4 separate regions of the Mus musculus genome follow, and all the other regions are linked to region 1. Evidence: chromatin contacts called from public ChIA-PET and Micro-C data. All regions are on one chromosome and are shown on one strand. The core of a region is the stretch at or near the end of the contact, and the rest is flanking DNA. Distances in the headings are between cores, read along the strand shown. Region 1 holds the start of Srm (spermidine synthase). Region 2 holds the start of Disp3 (dispatched RND transporter family member 3). Region 3 overlaps Pex14 (peroxisomal biogenesis factor 14). Region 4 holds the start of Agtrap (angiotensin II, type I receptor-associated protein).

The links. Hi-C and Micro-C count contacts between places; a contact is called where the count stands out from the background. ChIA-PET counts read pairs in DNA pulled down with a chosen protein or histone mark.
Region 2: a Micro-C map of embryonic stem cells shows a contact between it and region 1, with 2.5 times the contacts expected there. The contact joins the promoter of Disp3 here to the promoter of Srm in region 1. A contact is called at or near these places in 2 of 39 promoter capture datasets (hippocampal neurons and stem cell-derived epiblast-like cells), 1 of 484 Hi-C or Micro-C datasets (embryonic stem cells) and 1 of 115 datasets of contacts at active chromatin or transcription factors (astrocytes).
Region 3: an RNA polymerase II ChIA-PET map of memory CD8 T cells shows a contact between it and region 1, with 7 read pairs. The contact joins the enhancer-like site here to the promoter of Srm in region 1. A contact is called at or near these places in 2 of 39 promoter capture datasets (embryonic stem cells and hippocampal neurons), 1 of 484 Hi-C or Micro-C datasets (cortical neurons) and 12 of 115 datasets of contacts at active chromatin or transcription factors (bone marrow-derived macrophages, craniofacial prominence, embryonic basal ganglia and 7 more).
Region 4: a contact with region 1 is called in a Micro-C map of embryonic stem cells, with 2.6 times the contacts expected there. The contact joins the promoter of Agtrap here to the promoter of Srm in region 1. A contact is called at or near these places in 1 of 484 Hi-C or Micro-C datasets (embryonic stem cells) and 9 of 115 datasets of contacts at active chromatin or transcription factors (astrocytes, bone marrow-derived macrophages, embryonic stem cells and 3 more).

Annotation. Positions count from the first base shown.
Region 1 is chr4:148,588,373-148,593,213 of GRCm38.p6, reverse strand. It overlaps Srm (spermidine synthase), which reads right to left and starts at 1,701. Exons shown (of 7, transcript NM_009272.4): 1 at 1,428-1,701; 2 at 1,050-1,170; 3 at 640-732. The coding sequence starts at 1,594.
Region 2 is chr4:148,284,856-148,289,729 of GRCm38.p6, reverse strand. It overlaps Disp3 (dispatched RND transporter family member 3), which reads left to right and starts at 1,765. Exons shown (of 21, transcript NM_001083342.1): 1 at 1,765-2,007.
Region 3 is chr4:149,073,491-149,078,228 of GRCm38.p6, reverse strand. It overlaps Pex14 (peroxisomal biogenesis factor 14), which reads left to right. Exons shown (of 9, transcript NM_019781.3): 2 at 2,162-2,209. Among named protein-coding and RNA genes, the nearest start is that of Gm46722, 22 kb to the left of the region's middle. Within about 2 kb of position 1,833, at least 72 of the 459 cell types and tissues checked have an H3K27ac peak or open chromatin away from gene starts, as enhancers often do. A contact at or near this core is called in bone marrow-derived macrophages and memory CD8 T cells, where this site is marked.
Region 4 is chr4:148,084,114-148,089,608 of GRCm38.p6, reverse strand. Agtrap (angiotensin II, type I receptor-associated protein) reads left to right here and starts at 1,545. Exons shown (of 5, transcript NM_009642.5): 1 at 1,545-1,692. The coding sequence starts at 1,666.

The DNA of each region.
Region 1 (4,841 bases), core at 452-2,951:
CTTCTCTTTTGAAAACCCTTTCCCCCAGATCTACACCACCTCAGCTCTTCATGGTTTTCAGGCCTCAACTCCCTGCAGACCAAGTCCCATCTGAGCTTCTGCATTTTTGAGAGATGGTCTCAGATAACTCACGCTGGCCTCAAACTCTTGATCGTCCTGCTTCTACCCAAGTGCTGGGGCTGTAAGCATGCGTGGCTGCACACTTCCTATCAGCCTGTGTTCTCCATATCTTTTATCCCTGTCTGGCCTCATCATGTCATGCTGTGTTATGGTGTCTTCTCCAACCCAAACACCAGCTCTACACTCAGGGGCTCACCTGTCCATGGCCGTATCAACCCAGCACCTTGGGTAACACTCAGCATACAGTAAGTGCTCACTAAAACCATGCTGGGTCTCAAGGGGAGATGCCATAAGTTGTTGAGCTCTCTGGCTCTGCCTGGGCTCTGAAAGCACTAAGAGTTAACATCCATGGTGTGGTGTGTGCCAGGCCTTAACAATCTGGTTTTCCTACTGAACCCTCTTTTCAGACTGAGGAAACAGGGCAGGGATGGTAAGAACATTGCGCCTCGGGGTGCAGAGTCAGGATGGGACAGAGCTGACTCTGGTGACTCAAATCCAGGCCTCCTGGACTGCACCCACCTCATCAATCTCGCACTGGACCACCGACTCCACAGAGGGGTGCTTCACCACTTCCCGTAGGACGCCCCCATCTCCACCCCCGATGATCAGCACCTGGGCCAGGGAAGGACAAGTCAGGACTGAGCAGGCCCACTCCCACAGAACCTGATCTTCCCAGCTACAGGACTCTGAGTCATTCTCTACTCTCCAGAACGCTTCTGTGCCACGGGGTCCTTCCTGGCAGCCTGGGTTCCCCTCTCGGGGCTTCTAAGGAGACCAGCTCTCCCAGGAGCTCTATTCATCCTGACCGACCCGCATTTTCTGACAGTCATCTGGGTAGCATCTGCCCCCAAACATCCTCACCTAGTGTCAGCCCGACATGCTTTTCTAGGACCCCGAGCTCAGGGCTGAACCCAGGGGCAATGCGGTACCTTCCGCGGGTTGGGGTGGCTGCAGAGCGGCAGGTTGGCGATCATCTCCTGGTAGGAGAACTCATCCCTCTCAGTACACTGGATGACGCCATCCAGAACCAGCACGTTGCCGTAGGTTTTACTGCGGGCAGAGACAGTCGGGGACGTGGGTCCTGGGACACTGGGAGGTTAGGTCCCTGTCCTCCCTGGGCGTGCACGTGGCCGCCATGGGGTCCAGGGGTGGGCATTCGGGGTGACACGTGGCAGGCGAGCCACGTGTGGGGGCTGGGTGGGTCCCGGGGTCCCCTCGGCTGACGTGTCCCGATAGTGACACGTGGACGCAGGGCCGGGCCCAGCGCAGAACTTCTGACAGCTGCACCGGCGCGCGGCGGGCCATACCTGCGGAAGACGAGGATGTCTTGGTACCGCGATCGCCGGTGGTGAAGCAGCTGCTCCACTTGCAGCGACAGGGCCTGGCCGGGCCACAGGCTGCAGGTCTCTCGGAACCAGCCCTCACGGATGGCGGCGGGGCCGGGCGCGGCTGGGCCGTCGGGGCCAGGCTCCATGGCGGGCGGGCGGGCCGACGGAGCGCGTAGCGGGTTCGGGACTGCAGGGCGCGCGGACCCCCCCCAGCACAACGTGACCAGCTCTGCCCGCTGCCCGCGCCGCAACCTAACCCGCTCGGGGGCGGGGCCTACGGAGGGGCGGGACCCCGGCTCTCCAATGGCGGCGTGGGCCGGCCCGCAGCTTCACCAGGAGTTCATTGGCTCCCCGGGCTGCAACTAGCAGTGATTGGTTGGGCCGTGCTGTCTGTCAGCCGCAGCAGGGTAGTGCGGCCGGCTGCCGGGCCACGTGGGGAGAGGCCCTGGCGGCGGGAGGGTTCCGGGGCGGGCCGCGCCGGCGCAGCGGTTCGAGGGCTGGGGCCCATCCTTGGACCCCCGTAGGGTTTGAGCAGATCGTGTCTAGTCTGGGCGCACATGGGACTTTTATTTACTTGCGAGGATTGTCGCGCCATTTGGCTACTTTGCTCCGGATTGTCAGCCAGGAGCGGGTGGCTGCAGAATAAGAATGGAGCTCTTTCTAAATTTACCAGCTGAGGCCCCGCACATGCATATTCAAAACCAAAAAAGACTGGCGCGGCTTTTTTTTTCTTTTTACAAACTGGGTCTTGCTCCTTGAAGGGTGGGAGGGAACGTGGCTGTTTTTATGAAAATGTCAAGGAACTTATCAGAATCACATTAAGCATGCTAATTACCGAATATTAAATGCTAATTGCTCCATACACAGTTTGAATGCCAAAGAAGGAAGACGAACCACGAATAAGCTATTCCTGACACGGTGTCAGGGACGGTTTCTGACTGATACTCAGCAGCCTCCACCTGGAGTGGGAGCATGTCCCCTTGTCATAACGCACAGCTGAAGGGCATGAGCTGTTGCTTGGAGCCCTGTCCCTGCCTTGGCTGACTTCAAGCTCGCAAACGGAGGGAGGGAGGGAGGTCTACAAAGTTGCTACCAGGGCATCCAGGGTCACAATGGCTCAGATGGAGATTCGTGTCCAGTTTTACGAACTTGACGGGGACAGCATGTGTTGTGTACATAAAAAGATAAAGAGGGGGGCTGGAGAGATGGCTCAGCAGTTAAGAGCACTGAGTGCTCTTCCAAAGGTCCTGAGTTCAAATCCCAGCAACCACATGGTGGCTTACAACCATCCGTAATGAGATCTGATGCCCTCTTCTGGTGTGTCTGAAGACAGCTGCAGTGTACTTACATTTAATAATAAATAAATCTAAAAAAAAAATTTTTTTTTTTTAAAAAGAAGCCGGGAGTGGTGGCGCACGCCTTTAATCCCAGCACTCGGGAGGCAGAGGCAGGCGGATTTCTGAGTTCGAGGCCAGCCTGGTCTACAAAGTGAGTGCCAGGACAGCCAGGGCTACACAGAGAAACCCTGTCTCGAAAAACCAAAAAAAAAAAAAAAAAAAAAAAAAAAAGATAAAGAGGTATAAGAATATGTTTTATGGGGGTGTGGTGAGGGATGGGGGAAGAGGGTGCTTCAGCGGGCCCATGCCAAGGCATCCCTTCCCCCTGAGGGACCAGCTACAAGGTATAGTATAGAACAGTTTAGGGCATGGGGAGGGGAGTTAAGAGGGTAGTAGAAGCAGAGAGAGGGAGAGAGTAGAGAAATAGAGGCCAACGTGGAAAAAGGGGAGGGGGCAGAGGGAATGCAGAGATGCAGAGAGAGGAAAGAATAAGAGAGAAGAGGGCGGGGGGGGGGGGGCGGAAAGCAGCCCTTTTTATAGTGGGCCAGGCCTAACTGTGGGGAGGAGCATACCTGGCTGTTACCAGGTAACTATGGGGGCGGAGTCCAAACAGAATACCAACATTGTGGACTCAAGACTATCTACTGAGCAGCCTCCGTACTTACCAACCAGCACAGTTCTGCCTCTGGGCTATGGATGGCTGTTTATTTGCCAGAGGCCCCGAGCCAGAACGCAGCTTGCCAGAAGGCTAGGGATGCTTCCTGGAGATGGCAGCCCCTGAGGGCGGGCTGAGTTGAATCCATTACATTCCTCCCCTAGGAAGTAAGAGAGGGAGCAAAGTTGTTCCGGAATGTGCCCTCTAGGAAGACTGAATTGACCACACCTGTCAGATTTAGGAAGATTCCGATACTGGAAAAACGGCAAGTAAAGCCAGGCATGGTGGTCCATACCTCTAATTCTAGCACTTAATGAGGCAGAGGCATGTTTGGATCTCTGTAAGTTCAAGGTCAGCCTGGTCTACATAGTGAGTTCAGAACGATACACAATGCAACCCTCTCTACAAAACAAAACAACAACAAAACCAAAAAACTAAAAAGCCAACCAACCCCCAAATCCAAACAAAAAACTAAAGCAAGCGAACCAAAAACTAGGAATGCAAACTCCCCAAACGGTTTTGTCTTAAACAAAACTAAATGAAGCCATGTAAGCAGAAATCTTCCAGAGTGCCCAGTGGCCCAAAGTGCCAGCCAGCTGGGGACCTGGACGAAGGCCTGCGGTTTTGCCTTTAGTCTCACTAACCAGTCCACGGAAAACCACAGTGATATAGACACTCAGAAGCCAGGCAGAAAACTGATTTGTCTCTGAAGTCAGGAGTGCTGATGTGCACAAGGGAAGGAAGGCTGGGACAGTGACAAGCTGAGCCTGTCAGTGAACGGTGGCTGCTGGCCAAGGGGCTGCCACACGGTGGCTGTCACTGTACAGACCGGCCAGGCAGTCAACACTGGAGAGTCTTCTCTTTTTTTAAATGTGCACTGGTGTTCTGCCCGCATGTGTGAGGGTAGTCAGATACCTTAGAACAGGAGTTACAGACCGGTGCGAGCTGCCATGTAGGTGCTGGGAACTGAACCCAGATCCTCTGGAAGAAAAACCTGCCCTCTTAACTGCTAAGCCATCTCTCCAGTCTTAGCCTTTTTTTTTTAAAGAACTCAGCTGGGCTGTGGTGGCACACACCTTTAATTCCAGCACGTGGGAGGCAGAGGCAGGGGGATTTCTAAGTTTGAGGCCAGCTTGGCCTACAGAGTGAGTTCCAAGACAGCCAGGGTTATACAGAGAAACCCTGTCTCGAAAAAAACAAACAAACAAACAAAAAAAGAACTCAAAAGACCTGCCAGCTTCTTCCTCCTAAATGCTAGGTAAGGTTAAAGGCGTGTGTCAGGAAACAGCTGTGGCTGAATGGGAGCATATTTGACAATTATGCCAATTTTCTTTTTCTTTTTTTTTTTTAAAGATTTATTTATTTAATGTAAGTACACTGTAGCTGTCTTCAGACACTCCA
Region 2 (4,874 bases), core at 516-3,015, 300 kb after region 1:
GGCACTTCGGGGCTGTTTTATCTAGAGTACCACTTTGGGCTTCTGCTCCTGTGGCAGTAATATACACACCCGCCATTCTAGGTCTTAGTATCTATCTATCTATCTATCTATCTATCTATCTATCTATCTATCTATCTATCTATCTATCTATTCATACTCTCTCTCTCTCTCTCTCTCTCTCTCTCTCTCTCTCTCTCTCTCTCTCTCTCTCTCTCCCCTTTCTTGGATCCTTCCTGCCAGGAGCATTTCATAACCCTAATGTCTTCAGGATGGCATGAATTCACTGCAGATCTTCTGACAGGCTTGATGGCTGGCCAGTGGGTCCCCTGAAAAACCATTTCTGAGTATGTGGTGCAGGGACGAGAACACCTGGGTAGAAACATTGGCTCTGGTCATTTGCATCTGCACAGATGAGTTCCGGGGCATCCAGGGTCATAAGTAGCTAAATGTCCACCTGACCGCCAGCCAGTGAATGCAGTCCCCAGGGACTGTGTTTGAGAAAGCTGGACGGGTGGTACAGGATTTTCCTGTAGAACCCCAAAGTGAGAGGGGTTCAGAGAACTCCCAAACTGCCCTCTTAATTAAAACTATGTATGTATGTATGTATGTATGTACGTATGTATGTATGTATGGCATGTGTGTTTGGAGGGGATGTGCATGTGTACCACAGGGCACGAGTGGAAGTCAGAAGACAGCTCGCAGAAGTGAGTTTGCCCTGGAGACTGAACTCCGGTTGTCAGGCTTGGCAGCAAACACCTGCTAAGCCATTTCCCAGGCCCCTAGGTTTCCTCTTTCAAAAATATAGATGGGGGCATGGGCTACACAGCAAAGAGCTAGGGGCTTTCGGTATTTTTATTTCATAATGATCCTGCATTCTCTTGTATAGAATGGGGACTTCTTGAAGGCCAAGATTGTGGCTTACATGCTTATCTTCCTGGTCCGTGTCATAATCATCTGGGTGGCCTCTCAGCCGGCAGTGATGTCCCTCCTGCAGCGGGAGGCTGGCGCCAGGTCCTTTTGAGGGTTCCCTTGGCTCTCCTTGGGTGACATCAAGGCCAATGTCTTTGGAGCACTGAAAGAGAAATGAAACCAGGGATAGCCTTGGTTTCTAGGCTCTTTCTTCTTTGGGTATCTTTTCAGCAGGGGGTGTCAGGCGGACCTTCTGCTGTTACTGGACGAGTGCCTGGTCCCAGGGGCTGGCAGAGCTCTGGGCTCTGCTGCCAGAGAGGTGAATAGAGGAGGGAGGAAGAGATGGTGCCAGGCGCCTGGGCTTGGCAACCACCTCCGGAGGGCACCCGGGGATGCCCTCGAGTGTCCAGCAGGCTGGTGAGGTGCCAAGGCTGGGCAGATGGGGCTGAGAGAAGCCAGCAGGAGCGCACGCCTGGGAAAGGCCTGGGTGCCCAGAAACCTCGGGGGCCAGTAGGGGGCATGGCCAGGTCCGTTTGCAGAGACTAAGACTGACCCCCAGGGGTCGCTGCGCTGTGCTCAGTCCCTGCTCGCCAACACGGGAAGCTGGCTGTACCACCACGCGGCTCCCGCAGGGGGAGCGGCAGCCAGGGCGGCGCCTGGCGGCGGAATCGGGAGACAGCAGCGCGCGGCGGAGAGCAAGCCTAAGCCGGACGGTGACGCAGAGCCCGCAGGCGCTGATGCTGGAGGCGCCAGTGGACGGGGGGAGGCGCGACTCTAAAGGCTGCCCGGGACACCCCCGCACCCCGTGGTAGGAACCGGGACCCAAACAAAGGCGGGCAGCAGATAAAAGGCGGCGGCGGCGGCGGCGGCGGCGGCGGCGGCGAGTGCTTCGCGTGCGCGCTGGGGACGTAGTTGTCACGGACCTGGCGGCGGTCTGCTCGCCAGCGAGCGGAGCTTGGGGGCCGCTGGCCTCCTACAGCTCTGAGGACCTTTCCTCCTGAAATTACCCTCAAGGGACAAGTGTTCGCCGCGGGGTGGCCGAAGCCCCTTAACCCCTGCGGCACCCGTGTATCAGCCTAGCTCGGCTCAGCCAGCGAGGTGAGTGAGACTGCCCCTGGGCGCCATCGGGACTGGGGATGCGCTACTCTGGAGAGGGGAAGGGTCTAACGTGCCACATGCGCCCGGTCTGGGGGCGGGGAGAGGGGGGAGTGCGGGAAGTTCTCTCGCTCTCAGGCCACCCCCGGCCTCAACGCCCTGAGAAAGCCGGCTAATGGGACAGAGTTCAGATCTCAGAGCTTGTCCCTGCGCCCCCGAAGCTTGCACCAACACGCTGGGGACGGGCTGCAGCTTCGGTCTGCGGGAGCGTGTTTAATGTCCAGAATCATCCTGGCTCCCTATCTCCATACCCCTGCTCGTCTCGGTAGGTGTCTGTCTGGGTTCATAAAAGTTGAGCGTCAGCCTGAAGCCATCCCAAATCCGGCTGTCCGCCGGGACTTCAGAGGAGGGAGGGAACAGGAAAAGGTAACGATGGCCCCTGTAGCTGCCCCCTACTTGAGCGCACTCACGCGCTTGGTGGGACCTTCTTTGAGTCTTGGGCTGCGGTGAACCCGCTGCAGGTGCCGCTGCGTGCCAGCCAGGACCTCTGAAGCTCAGGCAGGCGATGGAAGTGGAGCGCTAGAGGGTCCCTGGGTCGACCCAGAACATCCATAAGGACTGTGATGGGGTGGCATCTGAGTAGCCGTGGAGCACAGTCAGGAAAAGATGACCAGCACGAGTGGCGGCGAGTCCCGAGAGCTAGCCCTGCCGCTGGGAGGACTTTTCCCAACTCTCCTAGGAGACGCCTCCCCGGAGGCTTCCTCTGTTGGATCTCTGTCTGGTACAGGGATGCTTCCTGAGTCTGGGTGCGGGTGCTAGTCTGGTTGCACTCTCGGTCAGTACCTCGGACAGCGCACTGAACCCACCAGCCCCAAGCTCCACACACAAATGAAGTACACACACACACTATGTATAGAGCACTCGTGAACACTCCACGCACAAATCCACACTCCTTTCTGATAAATATATTCCCATCGTGGCTCGTAGGCGCACACAATGCACACAGAGACCCAGGATTCACTCCCACGTGGACAAGCCTAATCTTCCCACAAGCCCCAGTTTGTGGGCCAGGACTCATCCCTCTTCACGCTCTCGCTGGAGGATGCTAAAATAAACCGGACACCAGAGACCACTGCCTAGGACCCTCGCTGATACCTCATGACATGCAGGAGCTCAGGCTGTGTGGGTCACAGACACTGGCGTGCACACACACAAACACACAGGCTCAATCAGCCCCCTCCTCTTCTACTGCAGACCTCCCCGAATCAGAGTATCTGCCAAAAGGAGAGAAGCAGCTGTTAGGCTCAAGGGAAGCTCCGGGCAGCAGCCCAGCCAGGCAGGCAGGCAGGCAGGCAGGCGCCTTACAGTCTTGGTTTGAAGCTCAGTGTCCATTTCAGACTCTTCGCCCCCATGACCACTCAGACCTCTTCCTGGCATATCTTCTGCCTCCAGGGTCTGCAATCTTTGCTAGTGCTCTTTGCTGGCTGTTCTCCTTCCCAGGGTTATCTTTCAAATGCACACCCTTTGCTCTTTCCCGTCCATCATCCTTTCTGGCCGCCTTCGTTCCTTTTCCTGACTTTCCTTTGCTGGAGTCTGTGCTCTGACACCCATGTTGGCACCACTGGCCCTTGGGGCACCATCGACTCTGGTTTGCTTCCTCATCTGCAGTTTCCATCCACCCGATCCTGCCTCTCTGAATATTTGCCTCTCTCTGCCCAATAGCTTCGGCAGCTTTTACTGACAATCTTGGGAAATTTTCCAGGGCCAGAGCCTCAGGAAAGTGTCTCAGGGGGCCTCAGAACCTGGAGATCGAGAGATAGTACTGGGGTCACAGGGAGCCTCATCATCACTGCCCCTTCAGCCTCCCCCCCCCCCCCCGCCCAGAGCTGTCGCTTTGAAGGATCCAGACCCATAGCCCAGCTTGCCCTCTGACACTCTCTTGTTGTTATCCTTAAAACCCTGGAAAGGCTTGAGAAAAGGAAGAAAGGAGAGTTGAGGGAGAAATGAACCAGAAATGGGGATTCCTAGACTCTGGTTTTAATTGGTCACAGGTGCCCAGTGTTCCCCTGGACAGACTTCCGCCATACTCTCAGCTTATGCAGGGCTGCCCATGGGACTGCTTTTGGATTTGATTATGAAGAGTGCTGACTCTATAGTGAATGTCCCAACTTGAATGAGCTTGAAACCAGGGTTGTAACTCACAAAGGTTATGGTGCCTCCCACTGCTTCCTGAGAACTCCTCACCTCTGCTAAAGACACCTTGTTCCTGAGTGAGGGAGGCTCAGTTCATTTTCTTAATAGGACCAGAGATGCCAAGTAATTTTCTTACATCACACCGCTCAGGCCCGGTTTCCATGGAGGCAGGCACTGATGTGGCTGTCTGTGTATCTATCCACTGTGCCAAGCTCTTGTTTCTGGAAATGAGGATGTCCCCAACTACCCTGAACACCTGGCCATAAAGGCAGATGGAGTTGCTGGGTTGACGGTCCTTGTCCCCAGACGCATGGTCTTGCAGAAGGGACTGTCTAAGATAGATCACCAGTCGGTATGATTTTGACAATCAGCCTTGAGTCTCTAGGACTCAACCAAGCAGGCTGCTCTTGATCTGCACATTGAGGAAGACAGGATTCGGCACCATTTGGCTAGGCTGCTTCTCACAGTGTCTTGATTTGAGGGCTGAAAAGTGAGGTGCCTAGAGAGATGGCGGGCTCCCCAAGGGAACCACCCACCCACCACTGGTTATAAATATAGTTACCCCAACATGATGGTCATGGCAGTGGCATAGGAGCTGATAGTAAGAGCCTTGGTGTTGATACCCGACAGCCTAAGCATTTTAACTGGAAGCTTGGTTCTCTATCTCCAGATCCTTT
Region 3 (4,738 bases), core at 584-3,083, 480 kb before region 1:
CCATGTCCCTTTTCTTCACTGCCTGTTTTCTTGACTCCTTTTTTCTTTCTTTCTTCCTCTTGTCCCTTCTTTTTCTTTTTGAGACGGTCTCATGTGGTGTAGGGCTGGCCTATGATTCATAAGCTCCCGCTGTAGCCTCCGGAGTCCTGGAATTACAAACTTTACTGCACATTGAGCTTCCTTATTTAAAAAAAAAAAAGTTTAAGGCAGGCGTTCTAGCGCATGCTTTTATTGTGCAAAGGCAGGTGGATCTGGAGTTCAAGGCCAGCCTGGTTTACTGAGCTAGTTCCAGGTCAGCCAGGCTACTGTCTATACAGACAAACCCCGTCTCAAAAAACAAAAGTTTAAAGTTTGTGTTTACTTGTGTATGAGTGTATGCCTTAGCTGGCTCTGAATGATGCTGAAGTGTCTGGGAGAGGAGGAAGGAACAGCTTGTGCAAAGCCCCTCCTCAGAGACAGCAGAAGCCAGAGTGTCTGTTACGGATGGGCTTGGGAGTTAGGCAGTAGAGTCTTGACATGTGCTTAGAATAGATGGGAGGATTCCAAGACCGCGCTGAGGACTTGTTCTTGTCTTATGAGAACAGTAAGGAGCTATTGATGATGCTTATGGGCGTGGATGAGTAAGTAAGGGAGATGATCGAGTTGCCCTTTACAAATGATTTGGGTTTTGTGTTGTGGAAAGTGAATTGGAAGAGAGCCAGCACGAGACCAGGTAAGCTGATTAGAAAGCATTTGCCGTGGTCCAGGCAAGTGATGCTGGAAGCTTGTACCAAAGTGATGGCAGCAGAGATAAAGAGAGGTGGAGGGTTGACTCCATGGCTACGTAGGAGAGATGATGGGCAGGAGGAGATGAGGGGTACTTTGGGAGTAAGGGAGGGAGCTCTTGAAGACCTTCCAGCAGTTACTGGAGGGCAGGCATCCATGGCAGTCAGGGCAGTCTGTGCTAAGACTTGAAAATCTAAGGGGAGGCAGGAAGGAGGCCTGGAGGGTGGCACAGGGAGAGAAAGGTCACTAGGTATGAGGACTGACCTCCAGTTATAGTTTCAAGCTGCCTGGCCTTCTGCTCTGGGGTGGTGGAGCTCATAGGCTAGAACTCTGGATAAAGTGTGTGGTGGCAGGCAGCTGTGCGGTAAGGCGGTCTTTAGGAACCTTCTCTAGACTCTTTCCTCTCTCAGCTTCTGCCCTCTTCATAGGAGGCTGGCACAGGCCATCTGAACTAGCTGGGAGGCAGAATGGTGGCCGGCTCCTGGGATACACATTAGCTGCCCTTGTCCGGGTGTTGTCTGTAGAAAATTGACTTTAATGTCAGTAACAGTAAAAAACTAACCACAACTCAGGCCGGCCGCTTGTCTCATCCTTCTGGAGATTTGTGTCTTGCTTTAGCACCCTATTCTTGCTCTGAATTTTAGCTAGTTCAGTATAGGGTTGAAGGTATGAGAAAGGCTGTGGCCCAGAAGGAAACAGATGGGAGCCTGGCCGGCAGGTCACAGTGCTATTGCTTGCTCATAGGCTGCTCTGTTTATTTCTCAGCCTGACACCAGATTATTTCTTAACCCAGAGCAGGTTGTTAGTGATGGGCAGTGCTGTAGCCAGTGCCGTAGGCTGGGGGCAGTAGTGGTGGGGTGCATTTCTTTGATCCCAGCGCTGGGGAAGCTGAGACAAGAGGACCAGGGCTTTAAGGTTACACTTAGTGATACGGTGAGTTGGAGGCCAGCTTGGGCTACATGGAGACACTGTCACAGAAGCGAAACAATCCAAAGAAAGTGGCACTTGGCTGCAATGAGAGAAAACCCCTTAGTGTGGGTTGCCGATGCCCCCCTGTGGCTGCCTTTTGTTCTACACTTTTGCTCTCTCTGTAGTTCAGTCTATCTGTGACAGTGGTAGAAAAGCATGTAGACCATTCTTAGGCCTTTTTCTGGCCTTTTTTGTCATGGTCCACATCCTTCCTGATTGCATCTGATCCTTGGTCCTCCTGAGAAAAAACCAGCCCTGTTCATGAGGGGCTATGGCTGTGAACCCAGAAACAGTCTGCAGACTGAGACTCGCAGCTCCTGCTGCAGGAGCCCGTGGAGAACAGAACCGACCTGGGTGCACTGCCTGTTTTTCTGATGTCCATGAGGTGGCACTGTGATCTTACTTTTGTTTCTGTTTTTCTTTGCAGCCAAGCTCTCCTCCAGGAAGTGAAAATGTGGTGCCCCGAGAGCCACTGGTAAGTATGAAAGACCTGGAGGAGCCTATGGCTGCGCCTCGAATCAGCGGCCTGCATGCTTGGAGGCAGGACCTGGTGACCCTTGCCCCTGACCTCTGGCTTGTGACTTCTGCTTATCAGGAGGGAGTGACAAGACCTCTTGGAGCACCCATCTCTACAGTCACATGGCACTTTGTTTGCTGCTGCTAGTAGGACTAGGTGACAGCAAGGTTGCTGCTTGTCAGCTTCACACTGTCAGAAACCTGAAGTAGCTAGTCTTTGCTTCTCAGTGAAGCACCCGGGGTGGGGTGGGGTGAGGTGCCCTTTAAGGACCAGGTAAGAGGAAGGGTTCTGGGGTTGCTTGGTCTGTGGTTCTGTCTGTGATGGGTGGCACCCATGGTATTGTAGATTCTTGATAGGAAAGAAACCTACTGAGGGTTGAAGGACCTTTTCTCTTTCTAAACAAGGAGGGCCACCCTCTGGAGCTCAGTTTGTCCTTGCACTCACTATGTGGCCTAGGCTGGCTTCCTGCTCACAACAGTTCTCCGGGCACAGCTTCACAAGCGCAGCAGGTAGAGGACAAACACCACTGCTCTCAGCTAAGGAACTCTGTTTGCAGAGTGGTCTGAACCAGAGTCCCTGCCTGCCTGCCTGCCTGCCCTGTTTTCACTGTTTGGCATTTCAGGACTTGATGTCAGTCCTGTGGGCTGGGTAGTAAGACCGGTTCTGTGCAAACCAGCTCAGTTTTAGGGGCGCGCCAGCATTGGGTTTAACGTTGCCAAGACTTTCCTGACTTGGAGTGGTGGTAGCGGTGAGCGTGGGGCGATCTGCCCAGGCTTTGTTTCCGTAGCCCGGGCAGTCTCCTGCTTTCTTCACTCTTCCCCGGCCGAGCTGGAGAGGGTGGCGTGAAGCCCTTGGCTGCGGTGAACAGGGCCAGGTTCTAGCAGGTTCTAAGGCTTTCTAGGCAGAGGGCGAGATAGATCTGGCTGCAGATGGGCCCAGAGGACCCAAGTACCTCCCAGACGTCTCCAGGGGAGTGGTGCTGTTACTCATGTCACCTCTGTCCCCAGCGATGGGCTCATCCCAGCATGTCTGTGGTACCTCTCTCCACTCTGTAGTTTTGCCTGGCTCTTCAGAAGATGCTCTGTTCTTCCAGGCCTGTGAGCTTGCTCTGTGGCCTGCCTCCAAGCCTTTCAGAGAGAAGCTGTGACTTACACTGAAGTCCAGACTGAACACAGCAGTCCGTTTCTATCCCTTACTGCTGCGGGCTCTTTTGAAACTTCCTGATTTGGCTTTCCATCCTCAACATGAGGCCAGGCTGTCTTTTGGGGGCACAACTGGAAAAGCTCTGTGGAAGCGTGGAGTCTCTGATGCTGCCTGACGCCTGGGTGCGGGGAGCCCTGCAGGCCTGTGCTGTGTAGGACTCTGAATGTGGCTCCTTCCGCTGTACCGCGCATCTGCCTACTGCCTGGTTATGCTATTTCTTTCTTTTCTGGGAGCCCCTGAGCAGTCTTCAAACCCTGGTAGCCTGTGATCGTCCAGAGTTCAGACTCATTCTCTCCAGGCCAACTCTACAATTACCTTATATTTAATTAATATTTTTTCTCCTCTTTACGTACTTACTGCATAATTGCTCAGAGGAAAGAAAACACATAGCAGCAATTTATATATATATAAAAAAAAACAATAATTAAAAAAAAACCCGAAATAAACTCCCATCTCATTTGGGCTGATCCTGTGAGTTGGGTAATTAGGGCCCTATTAAAAGGTAGACCCTTTCTCCTTCCCCCCTCCTTTTTTATTAATTTTTTTATATTAAACTCCCACAGTCTCTCAGTCATGCCCTTATTGCTTTTGGCCAGCCATTTGCAGCAGCCTGATTAAATGAGGGCACCAGCCGAGTTGTATGGTCTTGTGTGAACAACTCCTTTCTCTCGGGAGTGGTGGCAGGAGGGTGCCGGCAAAGGAGCCCATAGAACGCTGGCTTGTGGGGCAGGCCAGGGGCACAGGTCGAGCACCAAGATAGCTCTTGGCAGCTGTGGACCGGCGACTGCCTAGATGAGCATCCTAGGGTGCTGGTGAGGCAGTGGGCACAGCTCAGGCCCACAGCTCAGTGCACAGGGGTGTGGTTTGGAAGCATTCAGTGCTCCGCTCCTTCATCAGGGAGGGAGGCTGTTCAGGCTCAGTGTGCTGGCTGCTTCCTGGATGCTTAACCGCAGCACCGCACCCGCACCGGAGAATAGACCATTACAGAATCAAACAAGCCTCGTTTTTTTAAGTAATTCGTGTGTTTTATTTGGGGAAGAAAAGGCGTTTGTATACATGAGACAATTAGCGGAAAGGGAACATTGTATGTAATTTGAGGAAGCGCCACGAGGTTATGTATAATTTGGTGCAGAATTGCCTGGCTGTGAGTCTGAGAGGGCCCGCATGCAGAGGAGGAGGACGGTGCTTGGGCGGGGACTGGGGGATAGTTTCTGGGCTGTCTGGAGCTAGGTCTCGAAGAACATGATAGTAAAGTTGTGTTTATTTTTAACTCGTTGCAGTGTT
Region 4 (5,495 bases), core at 296-2,795, 500 kb after region 1:
ACTCTGCCTAGAAACAAAATCAGAATAGCTGTCCATTACAATGGCAGACTTGTAGTTCGCCTTCCTTGGGGACTGAGGGTTGTGCCTTCAAATGGGCTATTAAATTAGGTCTGCCCCGCCCCAACTTCTCTCATCTTCCCAGAAGAAAAGTCCTATCTGGGGATCTGTGACCTAGATGTCATCTTGTGTCCACTCAGGGGGTCTCATGGGTTCCCATATGGCTTCTATTCTTCTGGAGTCACACCCACCAGCCCAGGCTGGGCAGCTCCCGCCTCCTGAGAGCTCTCAGCATGTCTGAAGGCTCAGCAGGGGAGACTTCCTGTTAATTGTCCTGACTGAATGTCTTCCAACTTTTGCTATGTTGGGCAAGTGGACTCCAAGTGGCTGGCTCCTCATATATTGGTGGTACTAGAGCTTGTGTGCATCAGCCACTGACACCCGGCACAGCTCTGATCATTTGGAACTTTACCTAGGCTATGCTGGTACTGTAAACAGATGCTGGTAAACAGATGCTATAACACTGAGCCCTGACCCCCTCATTTTTGGACAAAGTCTCACTGTTGCCCAGGTTGGCTTTAAACTGCTGGGCTCTAGAGTCCTCCAGCCTCTCCTTCCCTTGTGGTGGGGGCTATTCAGCCATCAGCTGGAAAGCCCCTTTCTTGACTTCAGGTCCTGTCTCCCTTTCCTTACCCTGGCTTCAGAACCCAGGATGGAAGGAGAACCATCCACACTCTCGCCTCCCCACTCATGTTGTGGCATGCATCCACCCACCCCACTAAGTAGATCAATAAGACATAAACACGGTCTTACTTTATAAGCCAGGCAGGCTTTGATATCATTATATCTTTGCCTCGACTTCCCCTTCCTTCCTTTCTTTTTAATGTATTCTATGAAATTCTCTTGAAATCCAATAAGCTTGGAAGGAAAATTTAATACAGTAAGAACAGAGCTTCGATTTTTTTTTCAGATTTATTTATTTTTGTCTTGTGTATACGAATGTCTCACCTGCCTGTGTGTGTATATGCACTTGTGTCTGGAGCCTGCGGAGGACAAAAGAGGGTGGTTGTATCACAAGTACATGATTGTGAGCCGGCATGTGGGTTCTGGGAACCCAAGCCTAGAAAAAGTAGTAACATGTGCTCTTAATCACGGAATCCTCTCCAACCCTCACTTTTTATCTTTATGGACATGAATTCATTCACTGATCCTCACAAAGATGATGAGGTAGGCACTGTTCTAATTCTTGTGCAAGGGAAGTAAGAGAGGAGAGAGGATGTTCTGGGCAGACACCAACTGTTACCACACCCGCAGTTTCTGCCCGCTTGCCCCAGGCTCCTCTGGCTGTAGGTCGTCCCACCACCTCACCTCGATCCCACTTAGGCAGCCCGTTGAGCCCCTAGGCTGCAGAAATCCCGACCTCCTGGCTTGAAGCACAGGAGCTGGTAGAGGCCTAGGCAGTAGTAGTAGCAGGAGCCTGAGCCTAGCAGCAAGAGCAGCTGCCTGACGCCGTCTCCTAGCAACCGGCTGCAGTCACGTGGCCGCGCGAGTTGGCCTCCCGCCGTTGGAACTGGCGCAACGCGACGGGCGGGGCCAGGAAGTTTGTTCCCGAGTTCGGAGCCCAGGAGTCCCCGCGGCCGTCGCTCAGGTGCCCTCCGCCGGGTCGGGATGGAGCTGCCTGCCGTGAACTTGAAGGTGGCCGCGCGGCCGGGGCGGGCGGGGGTCCAGGAACCTGGGGAACGGAGTCGGAGCAGAAGGGAAGGTCCAGAGCCCCGGGGAGGAGGCGGCGGACACGGAGAGGGACACCTGGGGACAGAGACGGACAGGGCCGCCCCTCCCGGACAGACCCAGGCTGGCACGGGCACCGGACCGCCCGGGCCTGCGCTCCTGGTGTCCCCCACAGCAGGACAGGGACATCTATCCTTCTGAGAGGTCAGTGCAGTTCGGGGGGGGGGGTCTGTCTGAGTGCTGGCTCAAGTTAGGAGAAATCCGCTGTCCCCAAACAATTGCTTCTCCCTAATTTCCACATGCAGCGTCCTTATTTCATAATTAAGAAGCAGGAACTTAAGAGGTTTCCTAAAATCAAAAACCCCAGAGGCTACTTTGAGCTCCGGGCAGCGGGGCTGCGTAGGATGTCTTCATTTCCTAAGTTCTTTTTCTCTCTCAGCCCTCCTCATTTGCAACAGAGGTGCTGGCCACTTAGCTTCGGCCAGAACCGTGTGGACCTGGAAGTAAACCGGCCATCTTGGGCCTTTGGTGCCAGCTCCGTGAAACCCTAAGACTCCCAGGTGTTAAGCCATTTAGCACCCTTTGGTGTCTGAGAGGAAAGGGCCGGAAGATAGAGGTGCTTTGGAGCAGTTGTGTGATTTCATATGGGCTGGGCTGTGACTTGCTCTGGCCGGTTTCCCATTCCTAAACTGCTGGCTAGCAGCAGGAGGGAGATTGGAGCAAAGGAATGGGCTTGAGCGATCCATTATCTAGGGACAGAATTACAGGCAGGACTTGGAGGCAGTCTGGAGGTCAGGCTCTGCCTTATTCTGCTGGAATAATTACGAGGACAGCACAAGTCTCAATGGTAGAACATTTGAGTAGCCCACCCCAGGCCTGGGGTTCCATCCCAGGACCACACACTAACAAATAATAATAAAACGCAGGAACAGGTGAGAAAAATGTGATGTTTATGGGCTGATATGTTTTATTCATTTGAGTCAGGGTCTCGTGTACTAACTTACTGTGTAGCCTTGAACTTACTGTGTACCTGAGGATTGCCACAAACTTCTGATCCTCCTGCCTCCACCTCTCCAGTGCCAGGATTACACAGTAGTGGCGATGAAACCCAGGGCTTCCTGCAGGATAAGGAAACACTCCACCAACCGAGCCGTATCCCCAACCTGTGTTGCTTGTTTTTCTTAGTCTCCGTCCTCCGCTGAAAAAGCTGAAGCTGTACTCTGTCGTTTTTGTTTAGAGTTGGGGGACTTGCTATCTAGCTCTGGCTGGCCTGGAACTCACTATAGAAATCAGGCTGTCTTTGAATTGACAAGAGATCTGCTTGCTTTTGCCTCCTGAGTGCTAGGATTAAAGGTGTGCACCACCATACCTGACCTAGAGAAGCCGTGTTCTTTTATCGGGGTGCAAACTTCAGCTTAGATCATACGAGGAAATTGTCCGAGTCTCCCAAGAAATAAGTGGTACAGTCAGGATTCGAACCCCCAAAGACTCAGCTCCAGTGGTTTGCATTTCCTGGTATTGTTGCTTTGGGCTAACTTTGGTTTTGATGGCCTACATCGTCTTTTAGAACCTGATAGGTACAGTGTATCCATCACAAATGTAAGATAGCAGGCTTTCCAGCCCAGCATACAAACACTAGGCCCTCCACTGAGATCATGTGTGCTTTGCAGGCTTTGAAGGGCAGTGCCCAGGCTAGGGGTTGTGAAGTAACACCCAGTCACTTTTGGGCTTCGCATCAAGGACAAAGTCGTACCATGTGTCTCAGGATTGGGGACACACTGAATCATTCACAATCTGAAATTCAGAATGAGGCTGGGTGTTGTGTTATTTTGTCTGCAAGATCTGGTGTCCCTATGGGAGGCAGCTGGGACACCATTGGCTGCCCCTTTCAGTCCACCCTCTCTGTCTTTTAAAAAGACACCAGCTCTTCTCAGCACTTGGCCCAGGCTCTGTGAAAGAAGTCGGGTCCCTAACTGGGCTTCTTGCTTGTCTTAAGCAGGAGCTAAACTGAAGCAGCTCAGGTTGGACTAGACTTGTGAAGCCCTGGGAGGAGCAGTGGGGGGGGGGGGGCAGCGATGCGGCCTGCTGTGTTTGAGTGTTTGACACACTTCTACCACAGAGTCCCTGCTGCGCTGAAGAGCAGGTGGCCGTTGTATGTATGGAGACTTGCCCAAGTTTATGTGTTAAGATCTGTTCCATGGTCTGACTCCAAAGTCTGCCAGAGGACCTGCCTCTCCTCCTGGGTAGCCCTTGAATTTAGCTGTCCTGGGGGCATCCTACTGCCTTGTCTAATAGGCCGCCAAATGTTTGCACAGGACACACGGGGATGTTTTAAGTTGAGGTCTGGGACATCCCCAGCCCCTCCTCCTTTGGGAGTGGTAAACAAAGGCTTGTTTTGTTTTCCTGTGGTAGGGTACCACAGGCCAGGCAAGTTTTCTACCACGGAACCACAGTCCATAGCCCCAAACAAAGGTTAATTAATCCTCTTGGCCCCTAGACTTCTGCTGACCCACCCTTTTCTAAGTTAAACTTCCCTTCCCTCTGCCCTGCCTTTGACCTTGGAGATCCTGACAGTGGAGAGAATGCTGGCTTCGGGGCGAGGTTTTAAGGCCAGGCTCTGACAGAGTTATCTGTGTGACACTGAGGAGGTTACTTGACCTCTCTGCACATCAGTTTGTTCACTGTAACAAGAGGTGGGAAACAAGCTGTGCCTTCTAGGGCGATGAGGGGATTAAAAACTCAGACCAGCTGGGCAGAGGCGGGCGGATTTCTGAGTTCGAGGCCAGCCTGGTCTACAAAGTGAGTTCCAGGACTGCACAGAGAAACTCTGTCTCAAAGACCAAAAAAAGCCGGGCGTGGTGGCTCACGCCTTTAATCTCAGCACTCGGGAGGCAGAGGCAGGCAGATTTCTGAGTTTGAGGCCAGCTTGGTCTACAGAATGAGTTCCAGGACAACCAGGGCTACACAGAGAAACCCTGTCTCAAAAAACCAAAAAAAAAAAAAAAAAAAAAAAGACCAAAAAAAAGGAGGGAACAAAACAAACAAACAAGAGAACAACCGTCAGATCAGAAACCAGGTCTACCTTTGCAAGCCCCTGAAACAAAGCCAGACAGAAAGCAAGCTCAGAACAGGGGTGGTTGATCTGGGCTTTGCAGCTGGGCTGTTGCTTGCCTTTCTGATTGGACCTGGTGTGCTGAGTCTCTAGTGAGTTCTGCTCCAGTTGGCCCTGGAGGCAGTGTAGGCAGAAGATTCGTGGATGGAATGACTTCAGAGTGAGGATCCCCGCCCCCCCCCCCCCCCCAGGTGAGGAGCACTGGCAAGCTCCTGCTTTCCCTGAAGCCAAGGTCCCCTTGGGATAGATGCTCCCTGTGTGATACACACACCATCTCCACCACCGAGAGGGCCTGCATTCCGCAACCAGCACCAGTGACCCCTGCTGCCCTAGCTTGTTGACCTTGTTTGGGGAAGAGAGTCCCCCATAGCCCCGCCCCTCCCCATCCCCCCGCTCTGGCTCTGCTCCATTCCGCCCTTCCCAGTTTCTCTTTGAGAAGCCTCTGGTCCCTCCCGCTGCACATTTCCAGGAAGGGCTGGGCCACTTGGCTCTCTTTCTCCCTGCAGCTTTCTTGGAAGTCCTATCACTGAGGGCTGATTATATTCCCATTACAAAGAGAGGGAAACTGAGGCATGAGAGGCTTATTCTCTTTTTTTTGTTGTTGTTTTGTTTTCTGTTGTTGTTTGTGACTGGGTTTCTCTGTGTAACAGCCCTGGCT